Linked DNA regions of Hordeum vulgare: region 1 is linked to region 2. A link is a contact called in public Hi-C data. All regions are on one chromosome and are shown on one strand. The core of a region is the stretch at or near the end of the contact, and the rest is flanking DNA. Distances in the headings are between cores, read along the strand shown. Region 1 has its middle 26 kb from the start of LOC123441954. Region 2 has its middle 26 kb from the start of LOC123440385.

What was found. A called contact is a pair of places that touch in the nucleus more often than the background predicts.
Region 1: a Hi-C map of seedling shows a contact between it and region 2, with 7 times the contacts expected there. The contact joins two enhancer-like sites. A contact is called at or near these places in 3 of 6 Hi-C or Micro-C datasets (leaf and seedling).

The regions. Positions count from the first base shown.
Region 1 is chr3H:519,197,283-519,202,231 of MorexV3_pseudomolecules_assembly, forward strand. No RefSeq gene overlaps it. Among protein-coding and RNA genes, the nearest start is that of LOC123441954, 26 kb to the right of the region's middle. Within about 2 kb of position 3,124, at least 2 of the 3 cell types and tissues checked have open chromatin away from gene starts, as enhancers often do. A contact at or near this core is called in leaf and seedling, where this site is marked.
Region 2 is chr3H:518,949,017-518,954,042 of MorexV3_pseudomolecules_assembly, forward strand. No RefSeq gene overlaps it. Among protein-coding and RNA genes, the nearest start is that of LOC123440385, 26 kb to the left of the region's middle. Within about 2 kb of position 2,040, at least 3 of the 3 cell types and tissues checked have open chromatin away from gene starts, as enhancers often do. A contact at or near this core is called in leaf and seedling, where this site is marked.

The DNA.
Region 1 (4,949 bases), core at 1,874-4,373, 250 kb after region 2:
TGCATTTAACAAAATGCTTTCTTATTCAAAATATGTCCTAAAATTTTAAAAATAGCTAATGCATGTTTTGATAGTTTCTTTATTTTATTTAAAATTTTCCGTTCAATTTTTGTTTATTTATAATTTAAATAATTTAGAATTACAAAAACTTTTGCATATTAAAAAATAGGAATTTGGATTAAAATGCTGAAGAATTTTTATTTTGAATTAAAAATAGGATTCAAAAAAAGCGCCGAATTTTTATATTTTTTTGCAAATTCCAAAACAATGTCCATGAATTTAATAAATACATTACTGATTTACAAAAATATTTGTTTATTCAGAAAAACTTCATGCATTTCAAAAAATGTTTGTGAATTTAAAATAAAATCCTCCAACATCAAAAATTATGTTCGTCTTTTCTTGAATTGGTGGTCAATTCAAAAGAAAATATTTAAACCCGTTCGAAATATAAAAATATTCAATTTTTAGTAAATGTTTGTAAATTGTAAAAAATGTTCTCGATTTTAAAATCGTTCCCATATTTGTAAAAATGTTCACGAAAGATCTAATGTATGTAGTTAAATATTAATGCTTCTAAGTCTTTGTAACAATATACCTGTGTGAATTTTGAAGAATTAACTGTTGGATGGATCGAATTATTATTGTATGTTTTTTTAAAAAAATTCTTGAAATTCAGAATAAAACTTTGAGTTACCAAGATTTTTGACAACCATGATATATATTTTTTTAAAATGTAAAGATTGCTTCAACTTGTAAATAAATTTAAAAGAAGAAACGTTTTCTTGCGTTTGGGCACAAAATTTCTAAATCAATCGATGATATATGAACACAATGTGATCACCATCATTGAAGATTATGTTTTTTTCTTCCGTGGCAACGCGCGGGCCATTTTGCTAGTCTAGATAAAATGGATATATATTTGAAAGGGAATCGTTTCCCACCCGCGCGCAGGCCGAACCGATGCGCCGGTCGCCCCCTCGCGCGCGTGGACCCATACAACATTTTTGTCATCCGCGTGCTTCGCTTGTCAGTGGATGCAACATTTTTCGTCTAAATATGTTGCAACCAGCTTCATATTTGCTGCAAGCGTTTTTTTACTATTTTTTGCCCCAGTAAAAAAACTGCATATACGTTTGGTTGCAACTCGAGTTCGTCGGATTTTTCGTTACAATCGATGTTTTTTTACTTTTGCTACAACCGTGTTAATTTTTGCTACAAGCGGCATCATGTTTTGCTGTAACCGTTCATTAAAAAAGTTGCATACACGTCACGTAAATATTTGCTACAACCGACGTTTGACTTTTGCTAGCACGCACCATCAGCTTCGTTTTTTTGCTTCTAGATAATTTTTTTGCTACAAATTTTGTTTTTTGTTGCAACCGTTGAAAAAATTGTTGCATCACATTAAAATTTTGCTGCATAGGGGAAAAATGTTGCATGCGGATCCAACGGTGCGGACGATGCGGGATTAGTGGATCCTACGGCTCGCGCGCGGCCGGCCGAAAGTTTGAGCCGGCGCGCCGGCGCAATATCAGTCCCCTATTTGAAATCGTAAGTTGAAGTTAGCCTTACACCGCCCTTCGTTCTGGCCGACGTGATAACGAGATAGGATGCTGGACTCAGGTGTCTTTGAGAAAACTACTGCTCCCTCCGATCAGGGAGTACACGCCATTTCCCTTGGTTGGTACTCCAACCTTTTGTCCGTGGATAATGCGCACGGTTTGGCAGTGTCAAGTCAAGTAGATTTTGTTTGGGTTTCTGTGGTTGGGACAGCATTGTCTTTCGCAATAATGCATGTAGCTTGCACTGGAGGGAAGTTGATGGGAGCATATTACCAAGATAGGGCTTTGTTATTTGTTATTAAGCTGATGATTAAGGTTATTCCTTTTGAAACAAGATGAGCAAAAAAGTACCTTCCGGTGGGCAGGATCCTCCCTATTGGTGGATAAGGGACGGCCATCTGAAGCTGCAGGACTTTTCCTAGCCATCATTATGCATTGTACAAGTTGTACATCGACTTTTGGTGTAACACAAGAGGCTGTCTCTAGTGGTTAGCCGGAGAAAAGTTTGGATTCATCATTTCAAGAAAGGCCGGGCTTTTCGGGCAGACACTGAGATAAGGGCAAAGTGAGCGACCCCTACTGCATACGTACTTCCCTTCGGAGAAAGGCAACATAAACTTTGGGTCCAGAAAGGGACAGCAGAACGGTAAAGAAAATGATCATTTCTTATGGGCGAGCTAACATCATGTAAATCAAACGACATAATTTTGTGTTTTGATCCTTTTCTGAAAGTTGATCCAGGACACAATTTTATGTTTTGATCCTTTTCTAAAATTTGATCCAGATTTGACCTTATTTTGTAAAAATGAGATTTGACTATTTCCTACCACCGGGGTCGTTGGCGATAGGGTATAACAGCCTACCGTCAAGGTCCCTAACGATAGAAAACTTATCCACGTCAGCGCGACGTATCCCTACCGCCAAATATGCTGACGGTAGCCTGTACAGCCCTACCGTCAAGGTGTCCGGCGATAGGTGTGAACACACATTGTGTCCGATACTTAATTTTTTTACGATAAGGCGTGCAAACATATCAGCAGGGTTATTGACAGCGTTGTTATACCCGTTCTGGATCAACTTTAAAAAAAAAATCAAAACACGAAATTTAGCCACACCGATTTTCATAAAACTGGTATGAAAAATCCCGGAATGGGGCGGCCCATGCACATGACAAGGTGCCTAGGGGTAGACGATTTGTCGCTATTCCCCGACCTACGAGGGGAATAGGATCTAGCTACTCGAAACTAGAGATGGTCCTTCGTCAAGCCTCAAAGAGTTCCACGCTAAAAAGAAATCCACAACAATTGAACTAACTATTTTAGTCAAAACTAAAATAACCAAAAAATATATGTCCATCATACGAACTCAGGACCGGCTTTACAAAATTCTGAAAAATGTTCAGAATGGGAACATTTCGTGCTGAACTTCAAAAAATGATGAATTTGGGATTTTAGTCTTTAACTGGACCAAAAATCTTTCCAGCCCAATGAGCAGCCTGCCCAATGAAACTGCCACCCTACTACCTAGTGGGCGATTCCTATTTGACACTCGTATGCGTTAAAATTGCGGACCTCCTCTGAAGCTTCGCCTCGCGATGCCCTTTTATGCGTCGGCCCAATGTTGTTTCGCTGGTCCTTTGCTGCTTCTTTACTCTCTGTTTCTTTTCTGTCATTTTATTTTTCTTTTCCTTTTTTCTTTTCTTTTTATTTTTCTTTTTGTTTTCTTTTTCTTTTTCTTTTTTATTTTGTTTTCCTTTTTTATGTTTCCATTTATTTTCTTCTCCTTCTTTACTTTCTATATTATGTTATTTTACTTTTCCTATATTATACAAAATATTCTGTGTTATACAAATGGTCATAGTATGTTAAGTAAATGTTCACAGTATTTTACAAAGTTTGAGCATGCATTATAAAAATCTTCATTGTATAATAGAAATTGGTTGATGAATATTTAAACACTGTGTTTTCAAAAAAATTAAATGTATGTTACAAAGATGTTTACTGTGTATTCCAAAATTCTCAAAGCATATTAAAAAATGTTCAGTATGTATTAGAAAATGTTCAACGCATATATTCATATATTTTACAAAAATATTCATCGTATATTACAAAAATGTTCAGTGTGTATTCGAAATTGTTGAACGCATATTACAAAATCTTCAATGTGTATTAAAAAATGTTCAACACATATACTCATATTGTTTTCAAAATGTTCATCATATATTACAAAAATGTCAATACATTTTAAAAAATTTTCAGCATATATCACAAAAAAGTTCACTGTGTATTTCGAAATTGTTTATCATATATCTCAAAAGTGTCAATGTGTATTTAAAAATCATTCATCTTATGTATAAAATCAGTAAATTTTTGTTTTTGTTTCAATAATTATTCACCTTTTAAAAGTTAGTTTGAGTTTCGAAATTTGTTCAGGAAGACATTATTAATTTTTACGTAGTCCATCAAAATCAGCTCCGCTTCACCAAATTCACTTTAGAGCAGTTTTATATAGAAGTTGCAACCATTTCAAGAGAATGTTTGGCTCTCATTTAGCTCCAGCTTCACGGATGGAAAATTTGGTAAAAATGATCTATTTGATTGGATGAGAGATAAGAAACGAAGGGGTATCCACTTACTGATGACAGTGGTGGGTAATTTTCTTCCAACTCCAGCTTCTATAATTTAATGAAGCACTTCCTAGGAAGCTTCACAAAAAACAAGAAGTTGGACCCGAGATTCTAGTTTTTTTACAGAGCGGTATATCATGAAGCTATCCCGTTTGGCTTACGTTTTCTAGAACGCAGCTGAATTTTCTGGAACAAAGCAGTCCCAAACATGGATCTGCCTTCGCGCATAGTACTAGAAGCCAGCCATGTATTTGCGTTGGCTACGCGAGTATCCAGCGGAAGGTCGCGGGCTCGATTCCAACTAGCTTCACTATTTTTTGTTTGTTACACTTTTTTTACGTTCCTCATGGCCTGGTAATGGACCGTCTGTTTGTGTGCGAGCCCTGCACGGAAGCTCTCTACCTAGTGATGACTTTGTCTAAAAAAGGCTACTGATGATTTTGCAGTAATTCCTATTTGTAGCTCGCCCCGAAAATATGCTGAGGGCGCGTTTGGATTGTCGGTTCGGTTCAAATACAGGTGTATAATTGCTACAGACGTCGAACGGTCATTTTTATTTCGGACAGAAACCACACTACGATTGGTAATATATATATATATATATATATATATATATATATATATATATATATATATATATATATATATATATATATATATATATATATATATATATATATAGACTAAATTCGGATTTATAAGACACGCAAATGCGAGTGAGCAAGGTATCGGTATGGCCCAGTTAAATTCCAGTTTTA
Region 2 (5,026 bases), core at 790-3,289:
GTATATATTTTTTGTATACATAAAAATAATAAATCTATACACATTTTCAAAAATTCAAATATTTCATTAGCATTTTTCCAAATGCATGATTAAGGTTTTTCATACACATTGTATATTTTTATATACATTATTCAAATAGATGAGAAATAATTTATCTACATATATTTAATATTATTTAAACACATGATCAACATATTTCCATACATTGCTTTTGTTTTATATATATCTTTTTTGTGTACTTGACAAACATTTTTTATAAGCACTTAATTCTTTTAAATAATTTATTGACATTAAATCAAATGCTTTTCAAATAATCCCTCCGTCCCAAAATAAGTGTCGAAAATCTATAACTAAACTAGTACAAATTTTATACTAAGTGAGTGGCACTTATTTTGGAACGGAGGGAGTATATTTCTTAAATACGTGATCAATATTTTTTAAACAAATTGTTTTTTAAATGTTTTTGTATACATGACAAACTTTTTCTCAATACACATTTGATATTTCTTTAATACCTTCTTTACATTTTCACCAAATGCTTTATTTAAAGTGTAAGTTCCATATACATATATATATAATTTATATTACTTTCTTGAGAAAACATTTAGAATATTTATATGGACTGTACTTAGTCTGGAGCCTGATGCGAGGGAACATACATGTAAAAGCCACTATTTGACGCACCGTGCATCAAACTAAAGTGGCGCCGCAGGGGGGGTCGACAAATGGGCCAGCCCAGTACAACAGCGTCAAAAATATTCCTGTTTCCTTCTTTTTCATAATTTCTGTGTTATTTCTTATTTAGTTATTTAGTTTTAGTTTTTTTTACTTTTTCTATTTCAATATTATTTTAGATTTTTAAACCTAGTTCACGTTCAAAATTTATTGTTAAATTTCGAAAAATGTTCTTTCTGTAAAAATATATTCCAAATTTCAAAATATAGTCATATATTAAAAGCTTTCTGATAACTTCAAAAGATATTTTTATTTCTCAAAATAAAATATTGTTTTCGTTTTCAGTTTTGCATTTTCGTATTATATTTTTCCCTTTTCCTTTTTTTTTTGATATTTCACAAATTTTATACTGAATTTCAGAAAATGTTCTCACGTACAAATGTTTTTTCACAATCTTTATTTCAATATTCATAACTCAAAAACAATCCGAAATTACAAAAAATTATCATAATGTGGTCATTTAAAAAAGTGGGTTTCAAAAACTGTTCTCTTAATCACGAAGCTTCATGATTTTTCAAAATGTCTGTGTTTTGAAAAAACTGGAATTTAAGAAAATGTTCTTGTTTAAAAAAATTTATGATTTCATACAAATATTTTTTGTTTCAAATATTTGTTCCTTTTTAAAATTTCTTCACGGTTTTCATAAAATGTTCATGATTAAAAAAATAGTCTTATTCTCAAAATTTGTTGACTGTTTTGACAAAATTATTTGTGTTTCAAAAAGTGTCCTGGAATTAAAAAAACAAATCAATTTTGGTAATACATGAACGAAACTTGAAAACAAGAGTATTTTTTAAATTTGGGAAAAGATAAATATTTTTTGAAATCCCCAAAATAATTATAGAAATCAATGTTCTTATAGTGATTACTTTTCAAATTTTAGAAGAAAGGAATCAAAAAAGAAACATTTTCTGAATAAGTCAAAAATACATTGATAAAGGAACATAATTTAAAAATCACGATTCTTTTAATATTTGTACTTTTCTAGATAAAGGGAGCATGTTCTAAAACTCTGGACAAAAAATTGAGGAAAGGAATATTTTTGAAAATTGTGACTAAATTCTGAACAGATGAACATTATTTCAAAAATGTGATGAAATTTTGGCAACATGACCATTTATGAAAATTTTAAACAATATTTGAACTTTTTTAAAAGCTAAAAAGGAAAAAGGAAAAAGAAAAAAAATATCAAAAGTGAAAAGAAAGAATCACCGAAATGAAAAAAAACTTAAGGAACGGCACGCAGATGAAGATGGGCAGGCCAATGGATCATGGGACCTCCTATACGGCACTACAGGCGCCGGTTTGCCCTCCCTGTGCCTGCAACACCCGCGTTGGCCGGCCCATCAAACAGCGCGGCACCCCTGCAGGCCTTGACAAATTTCATTAATTTTTGGAAACTAAAGTACGTCGATTTTGGAAAAAAAAGTTTTCCCAATAGGAAAATTTGTTGACAGATTTTAAACTTGGAAAAAGGTTCATTATTTTTCATATAAAGTTCAGTGATTTGGAAAACCGTTCATCAAATTTGAAAAAAATTCGGTTTTCAAAAAAGTTCATCGAAATTAAAAAATTCAAAAAAGGGTCATCAAATTTGAAAAAAAGGTAATCAGTTTTCAAAAGAAGTTGATCAAATTTGAAAAAGGTTCATCGAAATTTCTAAAAAAGTTCATTAGACTTGGAAAAAGTTCATCAAAATTCGAAAAAGTCACCAAATTAAAAAGAGTTCATTGATTTTGAAAAAACTTCATCAAATGTGAAAAAAGTTCATCGAATTAAAAAAAATCATTCAATTTGAGAAAAAAGTTCATCAAATTTGTAAAAACGTTCATTCGATTTGAAAAAAGTTTGATGAATTGGAAAAAGAGTTCACAAACTATAAAAATCATCAAGCCATGAGGTAACAAAATAAAAAAACAGAGTCGAAAAAAGAGAAGCAAAAAACAAAAAACAGAAGCAAAAAACGAAAACCAAAGAAAGAAATAAAAAAGAGCAATAGAAAATTAGTCATCTGATCGGGTTCAGTGGCGTGGTGGTTACTGCATGTTAACCCAAGCTGGAGGTCGAGAGTTCCATTCCCCGCGGCGTCTAGTCCTTTTTATTGTATTCAGAAAAGAAAACAATGCTGAAATGGGTCGGCCCAGCGCGGGTTGCTGCTGGCGTCTGTTAGCAGAATTGCACTGTAACGGGAGCATGTGGCGCCAAATAGGAATTCTGGTGGATCACGCCCCTGTGCGGTTGCCTGACTATTTGATATAAAGATTGTCAAATAGAGTTTTTCCAACCTACATCTCGCATGATTCAATCGTGACACCTTGCACCGTGCAGGCTCCTAACCATGAGCCGTTTGCCAATACACCAAACTTAAGCCATTGGACATAACGGCACAAAAACCCTATAAGAAACATTGCAGAGGTTGAGATTTAGACAAACTGGAAAATTCTTGTAAATTGCGGAATATGAAATGTCGAATATTTTAAAAAAGAATGAATTAAGAAAATGTGAATATTTTCTGAAATTCCTCACTATTTTCTGAGATCATGAACAGTTTATAGTTTTGGAACAAAAATTGTAAATAAAACATTTTTTAAATTCAGAACAAAATACTATGCGAACAAACTTCGTATTTGTTTGCTTTTTTAGAAATGCGAACAAAATTTGAAAACATAATATTTTTTTTTAAAATTTCTAACAAAATATTGAAATCGCGGACATTTTTCTAATAGATTATGAACATATTTTTAAATCTGAACATTTTTCGAAATTTCTGAACATTTTTTGAAACTTCTTGAAACACAAACACATTTTGAAATTGTGAACAAAATTTTGAAAACCACAACATTTATTGAAACTCTTGAACATTGGAATATGAACTATTTATTGAAATGGTGAACATATCTTGAAAACGGTAACATTTTCATAAATTTTGAAAATTATTTGAAACTTTTGTACAAAATAAACAGGAAAAAGAAAAAAAGAAAATGGAAAACATAAAGAAAAAAGAAAAATAATATTTGAAAACGAAAAAGAATGTGAGGTAAAATAAAAAAGGAAACAAAAACAAAAAAGAAATATGAAAAATAAAAATGTAAAGAAAAAAAAAAGGAGAAAGAAAAGGAAAAAAAGCAATGTTATATAACAACTCAAATGTAACCCAAGCTTGTAAGCATATTCTTGAGACGAGCATGTTGAATGAAAGCTATGTTTGTCTTGTGTGTTGCGTAATGCACTTCATCCTCGTGTCAACTCATGACTTAATTTTCTTTTGTTTTGGATTTTGCAAATCATGTTATCTTTCCATGTGGATATTAATATGAGTGCGTCATCATCATGATCATTATCGTTTTACATATTTTCTTTTCTCTAGGTTGATGCCACGATCATCTCATTTTTTTGCTACATGCTTGCTTTGTGCCTCCACACCTTTTATTGCATTGCATCATGCATTACCATATGGCTTATCTTGGTGTCTATATTGTGAGCATCTATAGTATCCACATGGGCAGCTCCATGGATTTGATGGCCGGGAGCGACCTCTAGCTCTCTATATCATGCCCGAGATCCCTATGTTCTCCCCTCTATCCATTTTCCCCTTCTCCACCCTCTCCCGCCGCCGGTAGGTGTTCCCCTCGGATCCCGGCGCCATGGCCCAAACGAGCTCGAGCTCGAGCTCGGACTGAACCACCAACGCCGTCCCCTTCTTCCACATGCATTTCGCGATGCCGCGGCGAGTCCGATTTGAGTCCTCCCCGAGCAGGATCGCCAAGGGTGAGGTCTTCTTCCCCTGCTTGTTCTTTGTTGGACCCAAGGACCTCAACCCAAGGCCCAACACCTCGTCGCCTCTGCTTCACCTTCAGGCCTCCTCGTCGTCTCCATCGGACCCATGGTGAGGAGACTCGCCTCCCCATCTCATTTCCATGTCGTTAGCATCGTTGTAGTCACGGGTCTACGTTACCCGGGTCCGTTTGCCATGGACGACCTCGAGTTCGAGTCCATGCTTGTGTCATTCCTCTACTCGTTCATCCATTGTATTGTTGGAAATATGCCCTAGAGGCAATAATAAATTAGTTATTATTATATTTCCTTGTTCATGATAATCGTTTATTGTCCACGCTATAATTGTATTGATTGAAATTCAAATACATGTGTGGATACATAGACAACACACTGTCCCTAGTGAGCTTCTAAGGACTAGCTCGTTGATCGAAGATTGTCAAGGTTTCCTGACCATAGACATGAGTTGTCATTTGATAAAGGAATCACATCATTAGGAGAATAATGTGATGGACAA